Regions from separate parts of the Gossypium hirsutum genome. Here all the other regions are linked to region 3. Evidence: chromatin contacts called from public Hi-C data. All regions are on one chromosome and are shown on one strand. The core of a region is the stretch at or near the end of the contact, and the rest is flanking DNA. Distances in the headings are between cores, read along the strand shown. Region 1 holds the start of LOC107960045 (cytochrome P450 86A1). Region 2 holds the start of LOC107960041 (protein OCTOPUS). Region 3 holds the start of LOC107961024.

Region 1 (4,591 bases), core at 2,031-4,530, 280 kb before region 3:
CCTATAAACGCCACTAATTCTAAGATACCTCAAGACCAAACTCTGTGTTTTGGTTAAGCTATTTTGCGGCGTTTCCAGAAAGCGCCGCTATTACTGTCCTTTAATGGCGTTTCGCGTAAACGCCACTACTTTTAAGATAGATCAAGACGAAAACACAGCGTTTTGGTTAAGAGATTTCGCGGCGCATTGTGGTAAACGCCGCTAATGATGTTCTTTTATGGCGTTTAGGTCTTTGCGCCGCTAATGATCGGTTTTTAGCGGCGTTTTTCGTCCAAGCGCCACAAAATATGCCGCTAAAGACCTGTTTTGGTGTAGTGTAACATTGATTATGAAAAGATATTCATTTTATGGTAGACCCAATAATGTTGAGATATTTTATTAGTTTAATGGTTATTGTTACGACATTTTATATGAATCATAATATAATGAAAGTTTATATTAAAATCCTTGAAAGTATATAGAAATTTTTGACAAATTATTTAATGTATGAATTGATTTGATTCGAAGATATGAAAGTTTTATTGTAGGTATAGATGTTGAAAGAGAAGGAAAAAAAATAGAGATTAAAATATGATAGAAAAAATAGAATGAGATTTGAGTAGCAACAAAATTAATTTTAAAGAGCAAAAAAGAAAAGAAATCAATGTTTCTTTCTCCTCAAGTTTCCACTCTCTTGAAACTACTCGCTCAATGGGAGTCAAATTAAAAGCTTTATGGAAATAAAAATCCCAGCTTTCTCAATGTGGATCAACTGTCTCTAACCACTTCTCTTTCTGTTTTTCTTTGGAAAATAGGGTCACCAAGAAAAGTAAAGTGTAAACTATTGGTTTCGTGGAAAAAACAAGAGCTTAATTTTTTTTAATTATTTAATTTGGTAGGAGTTAGCTTTTGGATATGAATAATATATTTGATATAATTCTTTTTATAAGATTATGTCTTAAACACGTATTAAACATGAATATTTAAGAATAATAACTCAACTTTTTAATATAATATATTAATTCTCGTGCTAATTTATTTCTTAAACGTGGAGTAAGTATTTTAAATATATCATTTAAAAATAAATAATAATTTTGCAAGTGAATTAGAGATAAATTTTAAATCCACCAAAAACTTTTTAAATTAAAACAATTAATTATTTAAATAATTTTATTTTTAAGTTTTTTAAATTTGTCAACTTTAATCTTAAATTTATTCCTGACTCAACTTATAGACTAACTAATTTACATGTATAATTTAAAAATAAATTAAATTAAACAGTAAAATAATTTTTTCACTAAATTGGATTACCATAACAATTTATTTAAGGTGCCTAGATAATTTGATATCTTATGCAAATGAATATATATATAAATATAAATATAAATTTGTCGATTGAGTCTTAGCTCTATTGGCATGGCTATTGTTGCAAATACAGGAGGACGTGTGTTTAAGTGTGTTAAATCACATTATCCTCTTATTTATGAGTTTAAATGAGACTTTGAATAATTTTAGACATCATGTCAAAAAGAATAGATACGATAAAAAAAAGACATAAAATGCTAAAAACTATACATCATAATAAAATTATAAAATAAATTATTAATATTTAAAAGTCTACAAATAAAAAGCTCACACAATTTTTTATTGTTCTTTTTCACTTCTCTCCTTCCATTTTCCCTTCTATGTTGCTTTCCTTTCTCTCCTTTCCTTCCCTCTCACCCACCCACCAAAAAAAAACAAGCTAGGCACATCTACAGTGCTTAGCTATAGTCTTGAAAATATGATGATTAAACTAGTATAAAATGTCGAGCAAAGACGTAACTAAGGGAGGCAATCTGACAAGCAGTGGCCTTGGAACCCCTTAGTTGAGGGGTAGAATAACATTTCCAATCTATTTTAGTTATGAATTACTCAAATTAAGTCTTTTTTAAGTATTTTTTGCTATTGCCTCAAAATTTTAAAACTTTATTTTGCCCCCTCCCCTAATATTATATTCTTGGCTTTACCCTGGTGCTAAGAAAGAGGTTTATAAGACAATGAGTTTAGTGTTTGATCGCTTAAGATAAGTAATAACTAATGGTTTTAGCCTAGGATAGGTGATACAAGTGAAGTTAATAAGGACGGAGTAAGCAACTTGTGAGGAGAAAAATTAGTATTTTTTTATTAAAAAATTGTTAGAAATTATTAAAATATAATTAAAAAATTAAAATTACTACCCTTTTATAAATATTTATAATTTTATAAAATTTTTGAGAATTTTTATATCCTTGCAAAGCAATTAAGCCCTCCTAATAAAATAATTAAAAAATTCACGCAAGTATTTTTTCATATTAAATGCCACATCATCATTTTTTCCAAGTTAGTTGTCACGTTACATCAGTACTAGGCTTGAAAAATGAGCCTGGGTAAAAAAATAAGGCCGATTTAGAAAACGGGATAAGTCTCGAGTAAATTTTTTTCGACCTGGGCCTGGCCCAACCCAAATTTGAAAAAAAAACTGTTGTTTTGTTGTCATCTCACTATTATATTGTTATTATTTTATTGTTATTATTTGAATATTGTATAACTCTTGTTTCATTATTAATTTTGCTACTACTTTAGAGGTATTTTCTTATTAAGTTCACATATCTTAGTGTTATTTAAGTATAAACGTTTTTTAAATTTATTTTTAATTTGTTGAGAAATATTTATTTTAATATTTTTAGTGTATTTGATGTATTATACTTTTAAATTTATTTTTATATAAAAAATAATTTTAATACGGGCGGACCGAGTCAGACTCGGGTTTTAACTTTTTTTATCTGAACTGGACTTAGACAAAATTTTAGGCCCATTTTTCAAGATCAAGCTTATAAAACAAACCTAAAATTTTGTTATGGCTCAGCCTGACGCATGATAACCTCTAAGCAGCAATTAGTGGCCCGTTAAGGGCTTTGATGAAAACCATATTACATGAACTCAAGCGATTGTTAACTCTCAATTAATTGCACTTTTCAATTAAATAGTCAATTGTTAATTATTTTATAAAAAAAATTTTAAATTACTTAAAAAGAGTAATTTATATATATATATTTAAAGGATTATGTCTTAAAAAAGTATTCAACATGAGTAGATGATGATATATTGACATATCGGGTAAAACTAAAGAAACAAAGCAAATTAATGTAAAAATAATCAATTAGTTAATTATGGCTTTGAAGCATTAGTTGTGTCACTTACCTACAAAACATACTTTGCATGGTTTTCGTGTAAATTCCCTAAAATAAATAGTTCCTATCAACCCAACAGCTTTGGACTAGAAATTTCCTAACTACTCTTCCTAAACCTTTCCCATTGTCATCACTTCATATTTATATATAAACATATTCATAATCATATATATAACTTCAATCCTATCAATCTCTGTCCAATTAAGCTGTCTAGTGCCAAGAATTCTAGACCATAGCATCAATTCTCTAATATAGGTCCTAGCAATGGAATTGGAAAACCTTCCATTTGGGTTCACCCTAGCAGCTGCTGCAACATTTGCTTATGCAATATGGTTCTATCTGCTAGCCAAGAGGTTAAGTGGTCCAAGGGTATGGCCTCTGGTCGGTAGTCTACCATTTCTTTTCATGAACCGGAGGAGGATGCATGATTGGATTGCTAGTAATCTTCGAGCAACAGGTGGTTCAGCCACCTATCAAACATGTACCATTGCTATTCCATTTTTGGCTCGCAAGCAAGGGTTCTACACTGTCACTTGTCACCCCAAAAACATTGAGCACGTTCTCCGGACCCGGTTCGATAATTACCCCAAAGGGCCTCATTGGCAGGCTGCATTTCATGATCTTTTGGGGCAAGGGATCTTCAATAGTGATGGAGAATCGTGGCTGATTCAGAGGAAAACAGCAGCACTTGAGTTCACGACCAGGACACTCAGGCAAGCCATGGGTCGTTGGGTTAATAGGACTATCAAGAATCGTCTATGGTGTATTTTGGACAAAGCATCAAATGAGAAGAAAGCAGTGGATTTGCAAGACTTGTTGCTTCGTTTAACCTTTGACAACATTTGTGGGCTTACATTTGGCAAAGACCCAAAAACACTTTCTCACGAGTTACCAGATAACCCTTTTGCTACTGCTTTCGATACAGCCACTGAAGCAACTCTTAATAGGCTTCTTTACCCTGGTTTACTATGGAGATTGAAGAAGATTTTGGGGATAGGAGCTGAGAAAAGATTAAAGAGTAGCCTCCGAATCGTTGAAAACTATATGAACGAGGCCATTGAAGCACGAAAAGAAGCTCCTTCGGATGATCTACTGTCCCGTTTCATGAAAAAAAAAGATGCTGGGGGAAACCTTTTCACAAGCACCGTTCTTCAACGCATCGCTCTGAACTTCGTCCTCGCTGGCCGTGACACCTCTTCCGTAGCCCTCAGCTGGTTCTTCTGGCTCGTAATGAACCACCCAGAGATTGAGCAAAAGATCATCGATGAAATATCAAGGGTTCTCCGCAACACCCGCGGCCCAGATACTAAGAAATGGATGGAAGAGCCACTGATGTTCGATGAAGCAGACAAGCTGATATATCTGAAAGCAGCATTAGCTGAAACACTGCGGTTATACCC
Region 2 (4,407 bases), core at 1,746-4,245, 410 kb before region 3:
TATGCTGATCATGGAGAGAACTGGAATCTTGTCGGATCATAGTTGGATGCAATGCTTTCTTCATTTGGGGGTTTATATGCCTCAGTTTAATTTTGTCAGTTGCCAAAAAGGAACAGCTATAAAGGATCCTTTTCGGCCTCCCTGTTCTCTACAGGATATTGACTTTGTTTAATGCCAACGGGGACCAATTCAAGCAGATAAAAAACTCGGTTTCTTGTTGAACCGGCCAGCAAATCGATTAACTTTAATATAAATATCTTGACACTAATAAATTAATAGCTATAGTCTACAAAGACCATGGCTTAAATACAATGCTCTGCTTGAAAACAACCCAAGCCCAATTGGATGGTGATGTCGGCTTAGCTGTTACAGCGGTTGCTTTTATAGTAATGAAAGGTCAGCAGTCCTTATAACTGTAATAACATCATTAATGGGCAATGTTGACTAATATCTAAAAATAAGTCTAGGATTTAAGTGATACAATTAACAAGATAATTATTTCTTTTTACGGGATCTATTAAACTTGTTCATGAAACTAGTGATCACAAATTATACATGCAAGACACTATTAGCAAAAGCCATAACATGTTGAATATCCTACAGTAACTCCACTTATTGCAACAGTTGAATATGACAGCTCCACTAAGACAAACCAGTTTCAGTATAGGTCCAATGAAGCATGAAGAAGTCAAGATGCATTAACTTGTATAATTACAAGCAGAAGACGTGCAATGATCAAATAAGAGAAAAACAAAGCGATTCATTTCTTGTGAGTGCTAAGCTACAATTCTGCAACAATTTTTGCTATACTAACAATATCAAGATATTGTACCATTTTTTTTCATTGCCGCGTTATTAGAACATATGCCTAGCACAACAAAGAAGACCATATGATGTGGTGCTTTCTTTTTTTTTTTTGTTATATATCTATAGAACATGGAGAAACACATTCATAAATGTTTTTACAACGTAGTTATCTTATTGGTAAGCGCCATTACAGTATACTACCACCTACAGAGTTCGAGTTTCTTAGCCTACTTCTTCCAGATTTGCTTCTCCGATAACTCCTCAATGGTGTCAAGTAGAACCGCAATAGACCATTGTCAAGGTTGTTAGGAGAATACCTGACACTCCTATTCTTGTGCAACATATGATTATCCCTTCTCTTTGGACCATTGCCTTTAGGATCGATCACACTCCCTCCATAGAAAGATGATCCGTCAACCGAATGGCGAGCACTAACACTATAGCTCCGCAGAAGCTTCTCCCTTACAGCATTCCCATTTTCGACTCTGTCGGCCACCCTTCTTAACTTGTGCAAGGACTCTGCCAATGTCCCAGCGGCCACATTTCCTCTTATAGCTTTACTTTCATCTCCATTGGCAAACCTAGTCAGCTTTTCCAAAGAGTCAGCAAGTGTTCCTTCACCCATATTTCCTCTAACACCTTTACATTCATCTCCATTAGCCACCCTTCTAAGCTTGTGCAACGACTCAGTTAGCCTCCCATTACCTACATCTCCTCCAATACTCCTATCCTCATCTCCGAAATCACTTTGTTTTCGCCTATGTATCAAACCCCACATACTCCACACATTTTTCCAGCCCCTTGCCTTCTTCATGTTAAACACTTTTTGAGCAACCCCTCCATTAGCGACAAGTTCAACATCTTTAGAAGCAGATTCCATATTAGAATACCAATTGGAATCCCTCAATTCCTTCTCAGTAACCAACAGTTTCGCCCCATGAAACAGCCCAACAGTCTCGGGTGACACTTTAGCATTAGAAATGGAAGACTTAAATTCCTCAGCTTCCCCGAAACTTATCCTTCTGTTGGAAGAAGAACGGTCAAAACTTCTTCTCCTTCTAGTCAAAGAATCCGCGTAATAGTCTCTCGTTTGAGCTGACCCACCAGGGCTAATCCTTTCTTCCTCTTTTACAACACTCAATCTTTCTTCCCCAACACTTGGTTCCTCGTTGACCCTAGGGTTCTGTTTTCCAATCAAATAACCATCCCAAGAAGCCCTTGGCTCATCCATGGAAAACCTTGGCTCATCGACGGATAAACGGCCAAAATCAACTGATAATCTAGGATCAGTATCACAGGATCTTCTTCCAAACAACCCATATTCCCCGATCTCCGATTGGGTATCTCTTAATCCCCTTCTGTTTGCCTTCTCAAGAACCAAACCCTCGCTTTTCTCCTTTTTGCTCTGTTTTTTTCTCCATTTCCTCAATTTCTTGCTAAAAACCGAAGCTGCTTCCCATAAAGATTTCCCCGAAGTTTTTTTGCTTCCACATTCAAGATCTATGAATTCCTTCATCGTTTTTAACTCCCCTTCCTCTTCTTCTTCTCCTCCTCCTTCAAAGCTTTGAAAAACTTCAACTTTCGAACAAGGGAGGTCGACATTGAGGGTTTTCATTTTGTCGTCGACGGCGAAAAGATCGTGCAGAGTACTGTGAGCCCTAACGTCGCAAGATTTACGGCGGGGTTCGGAGGCGGCAGAGGAGGATGGGTCAGGGCCGCCGGAGCAGGATTTACAGCGGCGGAACTGGGAGGTGGAGGAGGTGGTTGAGGAAGTTGGGGTTGTGGTAGGAGAGTCGTTTTGGATTCCTGCGAGGCGTTCCCGGAGACATGATGCGCAGAAGCCCGTGAGGGGCGCGGTGGCAGGGTGGCGGTGACAGGAAGACAGACGGCAGCTCTGACGCCGATGAGGGTGGGGCTGGGGAGTCATGGGTAGACGAGAGGCAAATGAGCCTGATGATGCTCAGACACCAAAAACGAAATACTACTACAGTCAATATTATTAATATGTGAGAGAAAGTATTCTAAAAAAACATACAAGTTTCAGAACAAAAATGAAAAGCCCTGGTTAAGCCCTTCTATTTTACCTGTCATTATTTTCTAATTACTATTATTAATTACCAAGTTGATTAAATTTGCATTTCGGTCCCTCTATTGTTAAATTTTTCTCTTATATGCTGGAAATTATTTTTCTATGAATGGTCATCCAATTATTGATTTTTTCAATTTAGTCACTAAACTTTTCAAATTTAAACATTTTAGTCACTCTGAGCTTATATGGGTTCTTTTTTTTATTGGTTTAGTAACAAAATTGGCCCTCTAATGTTATACATTCTATCAAGTTAATCCTAAATATAAAAAATTCAACAAATTTTGCCTCAATGTTTGCAAAATTTGTCATTTTAGTTCTAATTCTAAAAAATTCAATAAATTCAAACTCTCAACATTTACAAAATCTTTCAATTTAGTCTCAATTCTAAAATTTTTAAAAAAATATATTTTTAGCCCTTTATAACCTTTGACTAACTAGTGATGGTAATGAGTGGGGCGGTTTTTGCCCGCTCCGACTTGACCTTGACTTTAAAAAAAATTACGCCGCTCCAAACCTGAACCCTGACCCTGACCCAAAATTAATAGTATACTTGACTCCAATCCCTTTTGACCCGTTTATTTTTTTATTTTTAATTTTTTGTAAAATTATTATTAATTAAGTTTTTTTAAAAAATGAAAAGTTTTAACACCATTTTATTAGATTTACCTAATGATTTATCTATGGAGTTGTGTGCTAATACATATTTACATACATGCTCCGATTACAACAGTGAAAAAAAAGAAGGAACAAAGGTTCCTTTAATAAATTATTAAATTAAGAAAATGGAAAATGAGAGAAATAACCTTATATGGGTGAAAGGGGATTAGCATGGAGGTGGTAGAATGAGACCTAGAAGTAATAAATTTTGGGGATTTTTTAATTTAATTAATATTAAATATGTATTAAGGGTAATTTCATAAATATCTTAGGATGGGGCGGGGTGGTTTCATTCTAAATTCGACTCAATACAACTATTTTTAAAAATAACCCGTCCCAACCCCCAAATTCAATAAAAAAATTCAACCCTATAGGGTCGAATCGGCTCGGAGCCCACAAATTTGAGTTTTTTTTTTGCCATTCTTATAACTAACCCATGTGAGATATTAAAATAAGAAAAATAGTACCCTCTTTTGAGTCACTTGTAAAATAACTCTAAAAAATTGAGATAAAACACACCCAAAAAAACTAAGATCCAAAAGAAAATAAAAACATTAAAAACGTTATATGTTTGGGTAATAATGCAACTAATTATTTCAGATAATTTCCAAATTAATTGGTTTAGTCTAGTGTAAAGCTTAAATTATAGTAAAAAAAATTGTTGCAAGTGATTTAAAAGAGGGTACTTTTTTTCTTATTTTAATATCTCACATGGGTTAGCTAATTAGTTATAAATGACTAAAAATATTTTTTTTAAATATTTTTTTAATTTTTAGAGTTAGGATTAAATTGACAGATTTTATAAATATTGAGAGCCAAGTTTATTTATTTATTTATTTAAAATTAAACTAAAA
Region 3 (4,396 bases), core at 1,335-3,834:
TAGTGACTAAAGTTTCCCCTTTCCAATTTCTGACTATGAGTCCCGAACATAATTTCTTCATTTTGAGATCTACTGCTGCATCAAAATTGATTTTACAGATACCTTGGTCCGGTGGCCTCCATTCTGCAGTTATCAGGCTAAAGGCAAGCTTACCTTGTTTAACGTTGTTGAGATCATGTAAGTATTTTGAAACAAATCGTGCTGTCTCTGCTCTTGACATTTTTTTGCCTTAATGAATCCATTTATTTCTGGCCAACCAGATAGCCCAGATGGTATACAGAAAAGAACGACAGATATCCATTCTGCTATTTGAAACAATCCAGGTAAACCACTCCATAAATTCCAGATCTACTAGGTTTACAGGCCAAATAAAGTTTAAGCTATTCCATGTTTCTTTTGAAACAGTGCAGTCACGAAATACGTGGTTCCTGTTCTCCACTTCTTGTTTACACCTCGGACAAACATCATCAGTAATGAGCCTTTTAGTTCGTAGATTTGATAGTGTAGGAAGGTAGTTTAAAGTGGCTCTCCATGCTGTAATTTTTAACTTAGAAGGGAGGTCACTTTTCCACAAGTTTTTGTAACATTTCCTGTTTTCACTTGGGTTGTATCCATTATTATTGATGGAATTGCCATGTAAAAGTAATCTATACCCACTTCTGACTGTGTATTCGCCTGTCGGTTCGCCTCTCCAAGCCAGAAAGTCATCCTGTGGCAAACGAGCAAGCGAGATTTGGAGGATTCGCTGGGCATCTACTTCAGAGAAGGTACCTTTAATCAATTCAGTTTTCCAAGACCTATTTGTGCAATCAATGAGGTCCGCTACTTTCAACAAATCGGGATTACTCACTATTTTTTTAATAAGTAGATGTTCATCATCCTGAGCCCATACATCCTCCTCGATATTGATATTCCAGCCCGTTCCCACCCTCCAACAGAGTCCTGACTGCAACAGGCCTTTTGCAGCCCATATACTTTTCTAGGTATATGAAGGTAAATGTCCTAACTCTGAGTTTAGAAAGTCAGTATTCGGATAATATTTGGCCTTTAACGTTTGTGCTAAAAGAGAATTGGGATTTTCAACTAATCTCCAACCCTGCTTAGCCAGAAGGGCCAAATTAAACTTTGCAAAATCATGAAAACCAAGACCGCGAAATTCCTTCAATTCGCATAAATTGGTCCATGAACACCAATGAATCCCCCTTTTCCCGTACCCCTTCTGCCACCAGAATTTGGCAATTATTTTCTCCATATCATCGCATACAGACTTCGGTAATAAAAAACAACCCATTGTATAAGTAGGAATAGCTTGTAACATTGCTTTAATGAAAACCTCTTTGCCCGTGATAATAAGCGAGAACTCCAACAATCAATTTTTACTTTTAAGACTATCTTTTAGGTGTTGAAAAGCTAACTTTTTGCTCCTACCCACCATACTTGGCAAGCCCAGATATTTCTCTGCGTTATTCGTCCATTTCACCCCCAGTCTACTTGAGATAGCTGAACAAATTACTTCAATTGTGTTGGAGCTAAAATAGACTGTGGACTTTCCATAATTAACGCATTTGTCCCGAGCATTTTTCATATTCTTTTAAGATTTTTCCAAAAATCCTGGTACCTTCTTCGGTTGCTTCTCCAAACAAAACAAAGTCGTCCGCAAAAAGATGAGTAATTTGGGGGCCTCTTCGACTCGCCTTTATTCCTCTCAACAATCCTTCTGCGCTTGCAAGTTTTAATAATGTAGATAGTCCCTCACTGTATATAAGAAACAGAAAAGGACTCAAAGGATCCCCTTGACGTAATCCTCTCCCTGGCATAAAAATCTCCCCCGACTTCCCATCCAACTCAACCGAGTACGTAACCATATTGATGCATCTCATAATGAGCTGAATCCAAGACCCATTAAACCCCATTTTTGCCATCATTTGTTGTAAGAAATCCCACTCCACCCGATCATACGCTTTACTCATATCAATCTTAAGAGCCATAAGACCCCTTTTTCCCATCCTTTTGTTCTTCATAGATTGTAGAATTTCATATGCCAGAAGAACATTATCAGTAATTAATCTTCTCGGTACAAAAGAACTCTAAGCCGGATCTATACAATAATCCAAAACTTTCTGTAGCCTGTTTGCTATAGATTTTGAAATTATTTTATAAAAGACCGAGCAAAGGCTAATTGGTCTAAATTCAGATGGGTTTTTTGGATGAGGATTCTTAGGTAGTAGTACGATATTCATATGGTTTAATAGATCAAAAGTTTTACCATGATTAAGAACTTCCAAAAAAAATCACTTACCTCCCTCCTTACAATATGCCAGAATTTTTGAAAAAAATTACCGAAAAACCATCAGGTTCAGACCCTTTTGTCGGCCCCATACTGTTAATTGCTTCAAGAATTTCCTTCTCTTTAAAATGGCAGTCAGCACTTGATTCATGCTATCGGTGATAGTGCAACGAAAACCTGAGAGTAAGTGACTTGTATTACCAACACCTTTAGATTCGAATAGCTTCATAAAATAGTTCCTGGTTATGACTTCTATATCTTTTTCTTCAGTACGGAGGATACCTTTGTTATCTTCCATCTGTCGTATTCTATTTGTTCTACGTCTTTGGGACGTTAGACTGTGGAAAAAGGCCGTATTCTTATCCTCTTGGCTTAGCCAATTCAAATCTCGCCCTCTGCTCCCAGTACATCTCCTCCTTCTCCATCTCTCAATTTAATTCAAGCTTTACATCAATGATCTCGGCAATGATATCATTATCTCTATTCTTCTTGTCAAGTTCAACCAGTCTTTCCCTTAGAATATTCGATTTTCTTTCACGATCCCCTTTGATAGTCTTAGCCTAATTTTGTAAGCTCAAACGACTATTTTCAAATTTTTCCAAAACGTTACCAGATTGCCTCTGCCACGCGTCCTTTATGATTTCTTCACACGATGGCTCAGTGACCCACCAAGATTCAAATTTAAAACAACTACCTCCAATGCTTTGTACATTCGGCATAGTCATAATGAAAACTGGGCAGTGATTAGAGAAAGAATGTGAAAAATGTTGAACTTCATACTCAGGAAACAAATTCAGCCACTCTCGAGTCGCGACCTCCCTGTCCAAACGCTCTCTGATATTTGTATCAGCAAAATTACCCCTCCCAAGTAAACTTTTTTCCTTTGAAACCCATATCAGCCAGACCACAAACTTCTAGAGTTGACCGAAATGCCTCCATTTGTTTCTCATCTTTTGTTCGTCCTCCCATTTTCTCATGTGCATACATAATTTCGTTGAAATCACCACATACGCACTATGGTAGATGGCTGTTATTCTTCAATCTGCGTAGTAGATTCTATGACTCATGTTTATTTGATTGATTTGGGTTACCATAAAACCCAGTGAAACGCCATTTGTGCAAACTATTTTCCTCATTAATCTCCACATCAAAGTGATTTTGTGAGTAGCTATAAACTTGAACTAAATTGTTACCATTCCATGCAAGGCTTAAACCACCACTTGCTGAGATATCCATTCCATTTTGAAATCCTCACCGCTTCCATAACCGTTCCATTCTAATGCTGTCTAACTTTGTCTCTATCAAGAAGACCATTTGGGGTTTATAAAGCTTCAACATGTGATGAAGCCTTCTAGTCGCCCGAGAATTCCCCAATCTTCGGACGTTCCAGCTTAGGATTTTCATTGATCTCTGTTAGCTGGCCATTTGCCAGCCGCCGATGTAATTTGTGAAATTGCAGCACTACCTTCCTTAATAATCAGAGACTCATCTACTACTTCTTTTCCTCCCGAATTCCCATAATCTAATTTTTCTTTTTTAGTCGAAGCTTCGACATTCAAGTCTGAGACTCTCACCATCTCTGGGTCAAATTTTCGTTTTCCGCTCATATACTCCCCTATGATGGAATCTTCTTCCTCCCTGCTGGATAGATGCCTCCAGCTCATCTTCCTGTAGCCCAATTGAGAAGCTTCAATTAGCCTGTTTGATCCCACTGATAAGTGGCTAATTTTAGGCTCAACTTCATTACTAAACCTGCTTGTACTCCTACTCTCCAACACTTTTGTGGGCCCCATTTGTACTAAATTTTCTATTTGACCAGCTTCTAGGTTGCGGCAAGTTTTGTCTGTTTGTGCCTCCCTTTTTATAGCCAAATTTTTAGGCGAGATTTCCTCATCATTATCCCTTAAAATTATTTCCCCTTTTTTAGACGATATCTGTAGCGAATTCCCTCATCATTATCCCTTAAAATTATTTCCCTTTTTTTAGACGATATCTGTAGCGAATTCCTCTCAACTATATCTCTAAAACATTCCTACAATTTCTCCGCTTCCTAATCATAGAGTCCTGTTGCACGACATCTACTTTCTCCGGCCGAAGATTCAAGTCTGA

What was found. Hi-C and Micro-C count contacts between places; a contact is called where the count stands out from the background.
Region 1: a Hi-C map of leaf shows a contact between it and region 3, with 2.1 times the contacts expected there. The contact joins the promoter of LOC107960045 here to the promoter of LOC107961024 in region 3. A contact is called at or near these places in 5 of 34 Hi-C or Micro-C datasets (all in leaf).
Region 2: a Hi-C map of leaf shows a contact between it and region 3, with 2.4 times the contacts expected there. The contact joins the promoter of LOC107960041 here to the promoter of LOC107961024 in region 3. A contact is called at or near these places in 2 of 34 Hi-C or Micro-C datasets (both in leaf).

The regions. Positions count from the first base shown.
Region 1 is chrA07:18,335,056-18,339,646 of Gossypium_hirsutum_v2.1, forward strand. LOC107960045 (cytochrome P450 86A1) reads left to right here and starts at 3,281. Exons shown (of 1, transcript XM_016896250.2): 1 at 3,281-4,591. The coding sequence starts at 3,456.
Region 2 is chrA07:18,200,605-18,205,011 of Gossypium_hirsutum_v2.1, forward strand. It overlaps LOC107960041 (protein OCTOPUS), which reads right to left and starts at 2,996. Exons shown (of 1, transcript XM_016896246.2): 1 at 741-2,996. The coding sequence starts at 2,734. The coding sequence ends at 995. LOC107960042 (calmodulin-binding receptor-like cytoplasmic kinase 1) reads right to left here and starts at 165. Exons shown (of 6, transcript XM_016896247.2): 1 at 1-165. The coding sequence starts at 64.
Region 3 is chrA07:18,615,066-18,619,461 of Gossypium_hirsutum_v2.1, forward strand. It overlaps LOC107961024, which reads right to left and starts at 2,585. Exons shown (of 4, transcript XM_016897270.1): 1 at 2,349-2,585; 2 at 1,619-2,015; 3 at 1,433-1,500; 4 at 230-979. The coding sequence starts at 2,585. The coding sequence ends at 230.